Linked DNA regions of Mus musculus: region 2 is linked to region 1. A link is a contact called in public promoter capture Hi-C data. All regions are on one chromosome and are shown on one strand. The core of a region is the stretch at or near the end of the contact, and the rest is flanking DNA. Distances in the headings are between cores, read along the strand shown. Region 1 overlaps Palld (palladin, cytoskeletal associated protein). Region 2 overlaps Palld (palladin, cytoskeletal associated protein).

Evidence for each region. Capture Hi-C pulls out chosen DNA fragments and counts their contacts.
Region 2: a contact with region 1 is called in a promoter capture Hi-C map of adipose tissue. The contact joins two enhancer-like sites. A contact is called at or near these places in 4 of 484 Hi-C or Micro-C datasets (bone marrow-derived macrophages, liver, macrophages and 1 more), 3 of 115 datasets of contacts at active chromatin or transcription factors (embryonic stem cells, extraembryonic endoderm stem cells and heart atrium) and 2 of 9 other capture datasets (adipose tissue and pancreatic islet).

What each region holds. Positions count from the first base shown.
Region 1 is chr8:61,532,908-61,539,190 of GRCm38.p6, reverse strand. It overlaps Palld (palladin, cytoskeletal associated protein), which reads left to right. Exons shown (of 22, transcript NM_001293772.2): 12 at 368-503; 13 at 3,407-3,505; 14 at 4,283-4,333; 15 at 5,616-5,837. Among named protein-coding and RNA genes, the nearest start is that of Cbr4, 48 kb to the right of the region's middle. Within about 2 kb of position 2,675, at least 17 of the 459 cell types and tissues checked have an H3K27ac peak or open chromatin away from gene starts, as enhancers often do. A contact at or near this core is called in adipose tissue, where this site is marked.
Region 2 is chr8:61,624,858-61,630,983 of GRCm38.p6, reverse strand. All of the region lies in intron 10 of Palld (palladin, cytoskeletal associated protein), which reads left to right. It overlaps Gm35254 (a long non-coding RNA gene), which reads right to left. Exons shown (of 2, transcript XR_001778560.2): 1 at 466-6,126; 2 at 1-320. Among named protein-coding and RNA genes, the nearest start is that of Gm35254, 7.5 kb to the right of the region's middle. Within about 2 kb of position 1,868, at least 40 of the 459 cell types and tissues checked have an H3K27ac peak or open chromatin away from gene starts, as enhancers often do. A contact at or near this core is called in adipose tissue, where this site is marked.

The DNA of each region.
Region 1 (6,283 bases), core at 1,426-3,925:
TTTTAAGCAACTTTAAGAAGCTTGCCCAAGATCAAGGCTGAGTCTGTTTAAGCCTCATAGGAAGACACATCAGATTTTCATTTCATGTTGCTACTCCCTAGGATTGAAACACAGGTAGTTTCTGTCTGTGGCATTTACCTAGCCACTGAATATGCTCCCCTATGGGTGTCCGAACCTTCCTCAAGACCAGGTTCCAGTTAGTGTTTCCTGAACTCCTGAAAGCACCTTCTCTTCATATGAGTAGTTGTAGATGCTTTAAAAGGATACACTATGAAGGCCATCTATCTATGCTTCGTTGAACTTGAAGGCTGACTTGGACTTGTGTGTATGCCCAGCAGTTAACTATACTTATGCCTTTGTTGTGCAGGGGGTTCCCAAAGAAGTCCAGTAGAACTGCTAGAATTGCCTCTGATGAGGAGATTCAAGGCACAAAGGATGCTGTCATCCAAGACCTGGAACGGAAGCTTCGCTTCAAGGAGGACCTTCTGAACAATGGCCAACCGGTACTGATGGATCAGGGGCTTAACTGGTACTGATGGAACAGGGGCTAGCCAAACGGTACTAATGGAACAGGAGTTTAACCAGTACTGATGGAATAGGGGCTTAACCAGTACTAATAGAACAGGGCCTTAGACTTGGAACCCCAGCCCCGCCAGCCAGATCTCCTCTGGTTCACTCAGGCTCACGTTCATAAGACTTGTCCATGAGGCTCTGTCATTATCTCTGAATTCCAGTATCCCTCTTAGTGAGTAGGAGAGACACGGAAGTACTGATGGCAGCAACTAGGGCTGACACCACAACATGATATACAGTGCTATAAAGGACCCACAGAGAGTCCATCTTAGCTAGGTGGCTCCCTGGGAGGAAATAGGAAGGTACTCTGGGATAGCTGGTACCCAGAAGCAGTGAAATGGAATGAAAGGCTTCCACCCAGGATAACCTGGGCTAGAAAACCCACTGCTACGGCTGAGTCCTGTTCTCCTTGACTGAGTAGACGCTGCTCCCACACCTTGCAGTAATGTCTGTCCCACTGTCTTGCTCCAAGTTTTACAGCAATACTACCACACTTGACAACAGAAACTACTTCTGCCTTAAGGCCGTAGGCTTTGACTGTGACCATCGATCTGATGGGAAACAGATGGTTCATCCCTACTTAAATTTTCCATAGCTGAGTTTGTTTGCTTGCTTAATCTTTTTGTATCATCTCAGAGGTTTTAAAGGGCTGGGAAAGGCCAGCAAATTAGGTATCCTAAACATAGGAGATGAGTCTTTTCTGGCTGTATCATGAAATACCAGAAAAATAAGCTTGCTTAAAATCATCTCAGATGCCGTTTCAGAACAGAAATTGCTCTAGGTTTGTGGGATTTTTTTCATGGTGATACTAGTGATTAAGGGCCCTTAATCTTAAGGCGGATGAAGCTTCTAGCAAGCTTTGTGGTGCTTGTTTCACTGGGTCCTGGGGCTCTGCAAAAGAGGGAAGTATGTGACCTCCACCTCTAACCAGTGATTGCACGCACGCTGGAAGCGTTCCCTGGTTCTGTCAACAAAAGCTGTTGGAAGATTAAAACAGATGCTTAGGGGGACTGTTTTTAGCCAGGTGAGGGCATCTCTCCAACTCCTCCCCAACACAAACCATTTTTTTATTTAAGTATTCCTTATGGATGAGGACTCTCTTGGATTAAAAGTAAAACCTGTATAAGGTACAACTCATATATGTATATATTATCTATCTGTTTAGCAATACGTAAACATTCATAGTAACTTCATTTGATAGTTTAGATCAAGAAAACTGAATTTCCTTTTTTTTTTTAAAAAGGGAATCTCGAATGAGTTGTTCATACCATCCCATAATATTCTGTTACTTATTTTGGCTTCTGTAGACAAGAGCTTGTATTTCCATATATCACAATGACATCAAATCCAAACTGGGAAGTGAGATTGGCTTCTGGGGGAAGCTAGGGCATCTTGGTGAAGGAATAGGTATGCAGTCGCTATTTCTGCCTATGCAGAACCGGTCTTCCACTGATGGTGATAAAATTCTCCACCAGAACGTAAGGAAGACTTTGTCAGAGAACAATGATAAAAGCAATAAGAGCCCATTTGAAAACTGAACTCCCTCATCTTAATAGACTTGATAAAATCACTTTGCATAGTTGTACTGGACCAAATCACTCCCTGAAGCATTGGGACACCCTCTTCTTGTCCCCTGCCATTCCTTTAGCAAATGAAATAATTTCAACCTTAGGGCTATTTGGCATTTGATCTGTTTCACTTCCCAGTTTCGGCTGGGACGAGAACCAGCAATTACTGGAAACTGTAAGTTCATCCAACATATTTTTCTGATTAGGGAATGTTGAACAGTGTTTGTGTTGACATTCAGAAGTTTTGAAGGGTCATATGAAATAATGCTTGTACTTTTATATTTTACGGATTCTACCCTCCTAATTATTCCTTATTTCTAACTGATCCCTTGTTGGAAAAGGCCCCTAAAGAGATTTGTGAACTCTCAAAGTTCCTCCAGATCCATAATTCTAGGGCACATAGGACCAACAGTCGAGTGCAAGAATTATATTAGCAGACAACAAAGCTGCTGCCATGTTCCACATAGGACTGGTCTGGCAGAATCACCGGCCAACTGCTAGAGGCAGCAACTGTGTGCTCTTCCTTCCAGTGGGCAAGCTGTGCACATCCTAACTGAGGATGCCGGATGCTGGCTTGGCACAGACTTGTCCTTCCTTACCTCAGCCGTGTGTAGTCATTCTGTGTGGATTGTGTTTGCTTCACGTTGCTTACACTGCAACCGAGGCAGTGCGCTCACGTTGATGGAGCATATCCTGTGTGTCATGTGTGGTGGTAACTGACTGGCAGGATTGTTTCTGCCCACAGCACCTGCTTTTCCTCTCAGGGCTCCTTTTGCTGCCCTTTTAAGTAGCTTTCTTTCTGTCACTGGCTGGGGCCGGCATGGATGGTCGGAAGCCTGTGACAGCCCATGAAAGAACATCTCCTTTAAGCCTTCTTCTGCTGTCTTGAGATCATCTTTTTCTTCTGTTTTGTTTTGGTTTCGATGTTTTGGGGTTTTTTTCTAAAGATAAGGAGGACACAGCTATCCTATGTGGCCTTAGCCTTGTCACTGATCATTCATATGGATCTGTGCCATATTGGGTGGTAGCTGCCAGGATCAGTTATCTCATCTCCCAATATTGGATTTAGATTACACGGAGCAGAAGCAGAGGAGAAAACAAAGCCAGGGAAAGCAACAGACTCTTTCGGATGCAGCTATGAAGCTGAAAGGAGACTAGTCACAGAAAAATGTCCAACCCTATTTTATATTTTTATTCCCTTTCCATAAGCAATGTGTGATTGTGATTCCCCCTAAGTGTGTATTTCTGTGACTTACTCTGTGCAGAGGCTAACCTATGAGGAAAGAATGGCTCGCCGCCTGCTTGGAGCCGACAGCGCAAACGTCTTCAACATCCAGGAGCCAGAGGAAACGGCAGCCAATCAGGTACGGCATTGCTCCTAACTTCCTGAGAAATAATCATGGCTCCGCCCACCTTCCCCGCCTCTGTTCTTGGGATCCATTGTGAGGCAAGTAGCAGGCAAGTCATAGAAAAGCAAGATTGCTGCTGTCCTGTCAACCTCGTAGGTTTTACTCACTGGATACATGCTGACATTGCTGAGTGATTGATTAGTCGACCCTCTCAGTGAACTAATTGACATTATTGATACTGATCTGGTATCGATTGCTGTGTTTTCCTTTCCGGTATCTTTGTGTTTTTCCAACTGTCCTATGCTCTAATGAAAAATGGTTTGCATGGAAAACCCTTTCACCCTTCCTCTTTGAAGTAAGCGAATCGGTGCGCCCTTAATGTTCTCAAAGTCAGTCAAAACTAGAAAGGGGAGCCTCTGCCCTCTTTCACATAGGTGATCATAAATCACTAACTGACAGGGATCCAAGGGGCTATCTTACAACCCCGCAGCTACCAAGAAAGGACATGTGTGGAGCTACTCTGTAGTTCCATTTCTCCCAATTGGAGTTGGAAGATAGAGGTCTCACAAGAAAACCAAATGAACAGAAGAGGCCCCAACAAAGCTTTAAAGCAAGCCTAATGATTCATGGGAAGTCTTCGCCCTTCTCCTGACCTTGAGAACAGGCCTCCTTCAGTCTGGAAATGTCACTGTGCTCAGGCAACATTTGCCACCACACACATTCCTTCAAAGGAACCTTGAAACCCTGCTGCATATTCCAGATGGTCTCATGTCTTGTTTTCTGCCATTACAGGACGCTGGGGCTCCTCGGGCTTCTGTAGGGGGTCCTCTGGATGGTCAAAAGGTTAAACTCTACCCTTCCTCTGTCCAGTCTCCCACTGTACTGACCTTCTGTGCTTCCTTTTGTGTCTGTGTGTCTGTTTCTACTGCTGTATGGTAATTATATATACTGTGGCTGGCATCAATATTTCATGTGGTATCAGATGAACTTATTTCTTCTCATTTATCTGCAAACTTGACTTGAGTTCTAGCTTAGGTAAATACACTAAACCGAAAGGCATGAGAAGGATTTCATGCATTAGACACCCTTCTGGGAGCGGGGTGATCCATTTGACAGTGATGAAATTAAAGGAAACAGCTTGTAGTGTATACGATTTCATAATTTTATTCAGACCGTTGTATTCCTTACCTCAAACCAGTAAACTATTTTCAGGTACAGTAACTTTTTAAAGAAAAAAAAAAGCATAATTAAAATAGTCTCTGAAGCAAGCAGGGCAGTGCACACCTGCAATCCCAGCATTCACAAAGCTGAAGTGGCAATATGGCTAAACTGAAGGTCAGACTAGGCTACATAGCAAGACCCTGTCTCAAAACAGAACAGCACAAACATCTCCTACTTACTGTGACCCTGGGAATATGCCTGGGAATATCTTGTGCTCATGATAATTTGCAGGCAGGAAGCTTCAGGCTCCGCCCTAAACACTGACATGTAATGTTAGAGCCTTGCTGTTGCTTCTGTGTGTGAGTGAAATGTGCTAGCAATCTTGCTTTTGCTTAAGAGATGGGCTGCCGATCAAGGGGGGAGCCCGTATGCTATATGTGTATTGTGTAAAGTAAATGGAGAAAAACGTGGTGCTGACTTCCCCCTTCTTCATTTGAGAAAATTCTGTGCACCACTGAAGTTGCTCGCCCGTGCACAGATAGCCTTCTGGAGGGACGTAGCACCCACATGGTTTTTACCCACAGTGTCTGCTTCCTAGGAGTGTAGAGTAGATAGCCTTCCCTTCTTATTTTCAACTGTTCCTCCCCACCCCTTCCAAGAAAAGTAGTCGGTGTTTGCTTGCTTATTTATTTGTGTGGCTTTTGTTTGTTTGTTTTATTTTGAGAATAGGACTTTAAGATGATTTTAAATATCACACAAACTCAACTCCAGATGCTTTCTGCTAGCCTATGAAATTGTATTGAGCCCGGATCATGATTCACTGAAAAAAAAAAAAAAAAAAAAAAAAAAAACTGCACCCCTCCCCCCACCTCCCTGCGTTCCCCTCCCCCCACCCTCCCGCGGTTTGTTAGCAAGGGAGGTGTGTCTCAGGAGATGCTGACTCGGACCTCTGTGTCTGGCCCAGGAGTACAAAGTCTCTAGCTGCGAGCAGAGGCTGATTAGCGAGATTGAGTACCGGCTGGAGCGCTCCCCTGTGGATGAGTCGGGAGACGAGGTGCAGGATCCAGATGTGCCTGTGGAGAACGCAACAGCTCCCTTCTTTGAGATGAAGCTGAAACACTACAAGATCTTTGAGGGGATGCCGGTGACTTTCACGTGTCGAGTGGCTGGGAATCCAAAGCCAAAGGTAAGCCAAAAAATGAAAAAATAAATCACTTTTTAAGGACTGATATAAGGAAAAAAAGCAATGGAGGAGGGAGAAATCCTCTAGTTACACTTTTGTTTCATCAGAAATAATCAAATCACTAAAAATGTATGACTAGGAGAGATCATGCCTTATAATTTAATTTTAGAGCCAAAAGTTAATCTAATTCTGGTGATTACTGCATAACACAGTTTTCATATCTTGGATCTGACTTTAAAAAAAAAAAATGGAGTTAGAAAACCAGGTGCGGTGGCTCACACCCTTAATCTCGGCACTCGGGAGCAAAGGCAGACAGATCTCTGTGAGGTCAAGGCCAGCCTCATCTACATAGTGAATTTTGAGCCAGCCAGGGGCTCATAGTGAAACCCTGCCTCAAGCGAAAAAGGGGGAGTTAGAAAAACTATGGCAGTAAGAGTCTAATATTCAGG
Region 2 (6,126 bases), core at 619-3,118, 93 kb before region 1:
GTTCCCTGCACGGTTCTTCGAGTAGACTGTCTAGCTCTCTGCAGCTTTGTTCCTCGCTCAGTCTTGGTGTTTTTTCTTTACAGTTCTTTACTCTGCTTTTAGTATAAGTTTTGTGAAGCCTCTTTTACTTGACTTAACAACCACCGAATGGTTTTCATATAGTTTCATTAGTGTTCATTATCATTTTCTCCTTGCTGTAGGGTCAAAGCAATTTAAAAACTGTTCCTCCTGATCCCGCCTGTGCCATTGGGAGGAGGTGCAGGGTGTGCTGACTGCAGTGATAAATCCAAAAATCCACATCTGTCTGGCTTGGTCTCAGCCTCATGAAACATCAAAAACAAAATAAATATTTTACCAATTAATTTTTTACATTACTCAATCTAGCTTCCCTTTTGTAGTCTTTGAGTCTGTATTTCCCCCCCCCGCCCCCCCCCACACACAAAATTATCCAGCATTATCTCTTACCTCATGTTTTCTCCCTCCTGTAGACAGTCATTGGGAAAATGTTGCTGTGGATAGACCCAATAGTAACCTGTAGGAATTGTCCACTTTCTGGAGTTAGGTTACATATTTAAATATGTATATGCCTATGTGAATGTGGTTTTTAAAGAGCAAGTAATGAATTTGCACTATAATTGTTCAAAATGAGCTCTGTTTAAATGTTAAAATAATATTACCATCCCCTAAAAGGAGTCACATTTCTCTCCTGCACTCTGTGTGTGTGTGTGTGTGTGTGTGTGTGTGTGTGTGTGTGTGTGTGTGTGTGTGTGTGTTTGTATTGACAGTTATGTAAGCTTGTCTCTAGGGACTCGAAGAACACATACAGTGAACACCTATAGCCATCCCCTGGTCCTAATGAGTCACTGGTAAGTCAGGACTGTAAAGGGTGACTCGGGTTCTAGCACAAACTACCCAGAAGTCTACAGCAATGCTGGCTCATAGGCCAACTCAGGACAGTGCTTGCACATGGTGTTACAGGTACTGGAAGAAACTCCCGGGGCCTGTGAAGGCATCAGGAGCTTGGTTTACAATGTGAGAGAGACTTGGAGACCATCAATTCACAAGCAACCACCAAAGTGTGGAGGCAAAGACTCTTCAAAGGCGAGCCAGGCCTGAGAGTCTGGATTTCTTTGCACCTGCCTTTAAGCCAAGTGGTGACCCCTGGGAGGTGACAGGGAGACCCTGGGTTTCCCCAGCTCCTTCTCCCTTGGAAGTGCATGTCAAATGTGAGTTTCCTAGCAGATTCCTAGAGAGTGTGAAGCTGTTAAGTGCATAGTAGTCTACTCCAACAGACTTTTCTCATCCCAAGCAGACCCTGCTGGGCCACAAACAATACTGCTTTGTGAGCTCTGGTCAGTCTGCTCACAGGATACCTGTGGGGATTTCTTTTCCTGACTCTGTGAAGCAGCTGCCCTGAGACTTGGCAGGCAGGCACACTGAGCTCAGGGATATTCTGGCTGTGGGTGCCTTCCAACCCAGAGTGATCTCCCAGACATTTCCCTTTTGATGAAGCCCCAGGTTTTTTTGTAATGAAAGGCCATTACATGTGACATATAATGGGGCCCTGGCTGTGTTTCATTAACTTTTAATTTAGGCTGTTAGCATGGAATTAGTTAGCAGACTGGAGAATCAATCAGCTAACCAGTGGGACTCCATCTTAACAAGGAGAGTCCTGTAGGTGTTCAGATGTTAGCTCTGTGTGTGTGTGTGTGTGTGTGTGTGTGTGTGTGTGTGTGTGTGTGTGTGTGCAGGCTAAGGGGCTTTGCTCTTTGCTCCCAGCCCTACAGTCAACCACAGCTCCTGCTTCCTTGCTGCTGTCAAGTTAAGTCCCTGGCCAGAACACTGTGTGCATCACCCAACACTTATCTTCTCTGCAAACCCGAGTGTGAGTCATGACATCCAAAGAAAATTCCTTTTGCATGCTGATGAACTCAAGGGCTTTCAGAATTAAACCAAAATAAGTAACTCCGAGAATGGTGAAAATTTTGAACAGTTGCTCTTTGGCTAGAGGGCCCCGACATTCTGGGAAGATGTAAGTCTTCAGACATTCTCCAAGTCATCTTGAAGTTTCTGTATATGCTTCAGGGATGAAATCACTTCCCTCCTAGATTCTATCGCTGGATTAGAAGATCTGACAGCTGCTAATCTGGGCCAAACGACATAGTAAATAACTTCAGTTTCCAACCTAATGTCCCATCATCTCAAAGGAAGATGGCAGCCTAGCAGGCAGCTGGGGTTTACCCCAGTGGTTCTGAAGGATCTTCTAGGGATTTACAGAGCATCACATGACCGATTGGGAGAGGACAAGTTGTTCAAGTAGCTTCAGAAAGCCACAAGGAGACATGAATAGAGGGAGAAAAGTACTATAAGAAACGAAATACCAAGGCCCAGTAAAAAATGATAGACTAATGCAAAACACACATACCAGAAGAGTAACGTGCTCACAGACATCCACATTTAAACATCACAGAATGTACTATGAAGTACTACCCAGTCTTCATTTTAGAATAATTTACTATATCACACTCAGACATATGCATACTCAGTACAACAAGAAAAAAGACTAGATGAATAAATAATAGAATCATAGCCCTATTCTCTTCAGGCAGTGATCATCTGTGATCAAGTTAACATCTGTAGCTGTTAACTCACCTTTGGAAGGTCACTAGAAGTCGGCTCTCACAGTTTAACAGTTATTATATAGAAATGCTTATTTGTCCTAAAGCAGAAAAGATAATTGAGGGGTTCCTAGAGGAGGAAAACCTTTGATTCAATCTACAGCTTTAAAAGTCCTAAAGCCAGGTGGGGACATTCCTGGGTAGTAGAACGGTTAACACCCGAGAAGCTTTCCCAGGGTGTCCTTTGTATCCTGTATCCTGGGGTCCCACATGTGCAGATTCAGCCAAGCACAGACCAGAAAGGCTTGGATAGGAATTGCATGGGTATGTTTTTACCCTGCCATTATTCCCCCAAACAATACAGGGCAGCTACTATTTACATGACATGTTTCATTAGTGTTTCTACCATAAAGATGTTCTGAATCATACTAGGGGCTTGGGACATGGCTCAGCCTGTAAGGGTGCTTGGAGCCAAACCTGATTACCTGAGTTCAATCCCTGGGTGGGACCTGTGCTGGCTGGTTTTATGTGTCAACTTGACACAGGCTGGAGTTATCACAGAGAAAGGAGCTTCATTTGGGAAAATACCTCCAAGAGATCCAGTTGTGGGGCATTTTCTCAATTAGTGATCAAGCGGGGAGGGCTCCTTGTGGGTGGTGCCATCCCTGGGCTGGTAGTCTTGGGTTCTATAAGAAAACAGCTGAGCAAGCCAGGAGAAGCAAGCCAGTAAGAAACATCCCTCCAAGGCCTCTGCATCCACTCCTGCTTCCTGACCTACTTGAGTTCCAGTCCTGACTTCCTTAAATGATGAACAGCAATGTGGAAATGCAAGCTGAATAAACCTTTTCTTCCCCAACTTGCTCCTTGGTCGTGATGTTTGTGCAGGAATAGAAACCCTGACTAAGACAGGACCTAAATGGTAGAAGGAGAGAACTGACTTCCACACGTTATCCTGTGACCTCCATATACACCGTGGTACCTGTGGAGTGGGATGCAAACACGCCCTTCTACTATTCCCCACCACACACATGGAAGGCTAGGGAATATGCATAGCTTATATACAAAAACTATGGCACTCAGAGAGCGCTCTTGCACATCACATAATTTTGTCTTCTGTTGAGGAGCTATTGAGCCAATCTTCCCTGAATACCAGGGGCAACTGCATTCAGCTTCCACACATACTGGTCATCAGTCCAGCATGCTAATTAACGTTCTTCACTGCCAGGCACCCCCCCACACACACACACACACACTGATCTACTATGCGTGGATCATGAACCATTTTGAAAGAAGATGAGACCGCTTAGCATGGGGCACACAATTCTCATCTCTGTGTCTCTGTCTGTCTCTCTGTCTCTGTTGCTGTCTCTCAGTCTGTCTCTCCTCCTCCTCCCCTCCCTCCCCTCAATTTCAGAGGAATGTTTTAACCTTACCGAATTTTCTTTTCCTTTTCCTTTTCAATCAGAGGTTTAAACAACTTATCTATCACTTCATTCATAAATGATTTATCTGTCATTTATTAATAGCCTACAATAAGTCATGTGCATGGAAGGAATCCTGGGATTAAACCGCAAGAGAGTTTTCATTGTCTAACTTTACTGCTTGTGCATTCCTGGTGGGTACAAAGGGTCAGGAGATACGCTTTACAGTCTTGCTTAATAGTGAGCACAACTTTGGATAATATTGAAGTTCTTTTTAAATGTAATATTTTTCAAGATAAAAAAATAGTACTAAATTGTTTTTTTTTTTTTTAAAAAAAAAGGATCTTTCAGTCTATGTCTTATATGTGGCCATTTGAATTTAAATTGAACAAAAAGTTCAGAGGCTGGGAAAGTGGCTCGGTTGGTAAACTGCTTATGTGCAAGCGTGGAGGCTGAACTTTGGATCCCCAGCAACCACGGAATAGCCTGAGATAGAGGCCTGTAGCCCCAGTGGTAGGGCGTGGAGACAGATCCCAAGGGCTTGTTGGTCAGACAGTGGCCTGAAATGGCAAACTCCAACTCAGGGAGAGACTCTGTCTCAAAAAACTACGATGGAGAAGGAATTAGGAAGATGTCTCAATATTAGTCTCTGGCATCCACATGTACCACATCCATATCCAGACATATATCTTCTCTCCCTCCTCCTTCCTTTCCCCCCCACCCCCACCCCCACCCCCAGTTCTTCAGTTACTCTACTCAAGTGTCAGATGTGGCTAAAAGGCTGCCACACTGGGCCACACAGACCCAACATCTCCCCTCCCTCGAGAGTTCTCAGAGATCTTTTTTTTTTTTTTAACTATCTTCTGTCCCCCTGTTCCATGCTCTCTAGGAAGTAAGATCTGGAGAATTCTAGCACGTGTTAGCACCTGCTCCTGAAAGCGGGCATCAAAAGGCCAAGTCATTACATTTACACACTCACGTGTGTTTATATAAGTTTGGTTAAATATTAATTTTAAATGGCTGTAAATGACACTCGAGGATTGCAAGAACAACAAAAAGCCCTGTTAACTTGACTTTGAACATGTTCAGCAAATGCCGAGCTGTTAAAACTGTAACTAATCCCACATTCTTGTCAGGTCCGCAACTTGCACAGGGTTTTGTGGCCATCCCATGTGACGCCAAAAAGCTCAGTGAATTTTTTTAACAAGAAGAATTGCTCATTTCCATAGACAGGAGGTGCAAATGACTCCATTCTAATTCTCATTTGAGCAGAAGCCTAAGAACTGGAGTCCCTGGAGTTTTCCAAAGGTCCAGGCAATTCCACTGAGCTGCTTCTTCCTTGGGGAAACATCTAGGAGCCTGGGAGCTCATGTTCACTGTCCCCTCTTAGTACTGGGACTTACTTGTCTGGCTTGAACCTGGGCAGGCCCTGGGCCTGCTGCTACAATCTCTGTGAGTTCATGTGTACACCAGTCCTGTTGTGTCTGCAGGACACTGTTCCTTGGAGTCATTTCATCGTTATGTTCCTTTAGCAGAACAACAGGACTCAGTTTTTCCCTAAGCCCATAGTATATCTTGTCTCAGGTTCTTTGATATATGAACAATGCCAGACATGAGTTCCATCTTGTGACGTGAGCCTTAAATCTAATCAGAGAGTGGTTGATCACTCCTACAAAGCCTGTGGCACCAGTACACCACCACGTCCTATAGGCGGGTCACTATTTACAGATCACAGTGTTTGTAGCTGGATTGGTCTTTACCTTTCTTCTTCAGTAGTTTTCAAAGTAACTTGAGGTAACATGAATGCTAGTTAGGAGGGGTGGAGGCTCTAGTGAGGAACCTGTTCGACGTCTCTGTATTCCGTGAGAGAGCTGTGTAAGTGTTGCCTTCAGCAATAGAACCTTACTCTCCACAAACCTTAGTTTCAACTTGACCCTTTTAAACCTTTCCACAAAACTATCCCAGACAGCTGGGGATGTGGCTCCGCGGTAGAGCGCTTGCCTGGCATGGGTAAGACCTGGAGTTTAGTCATCAGCTCTGCCAAAAGTAGTCCAGACCGAAGAGAGGTTCGTCCTGGTTTCCTGGGA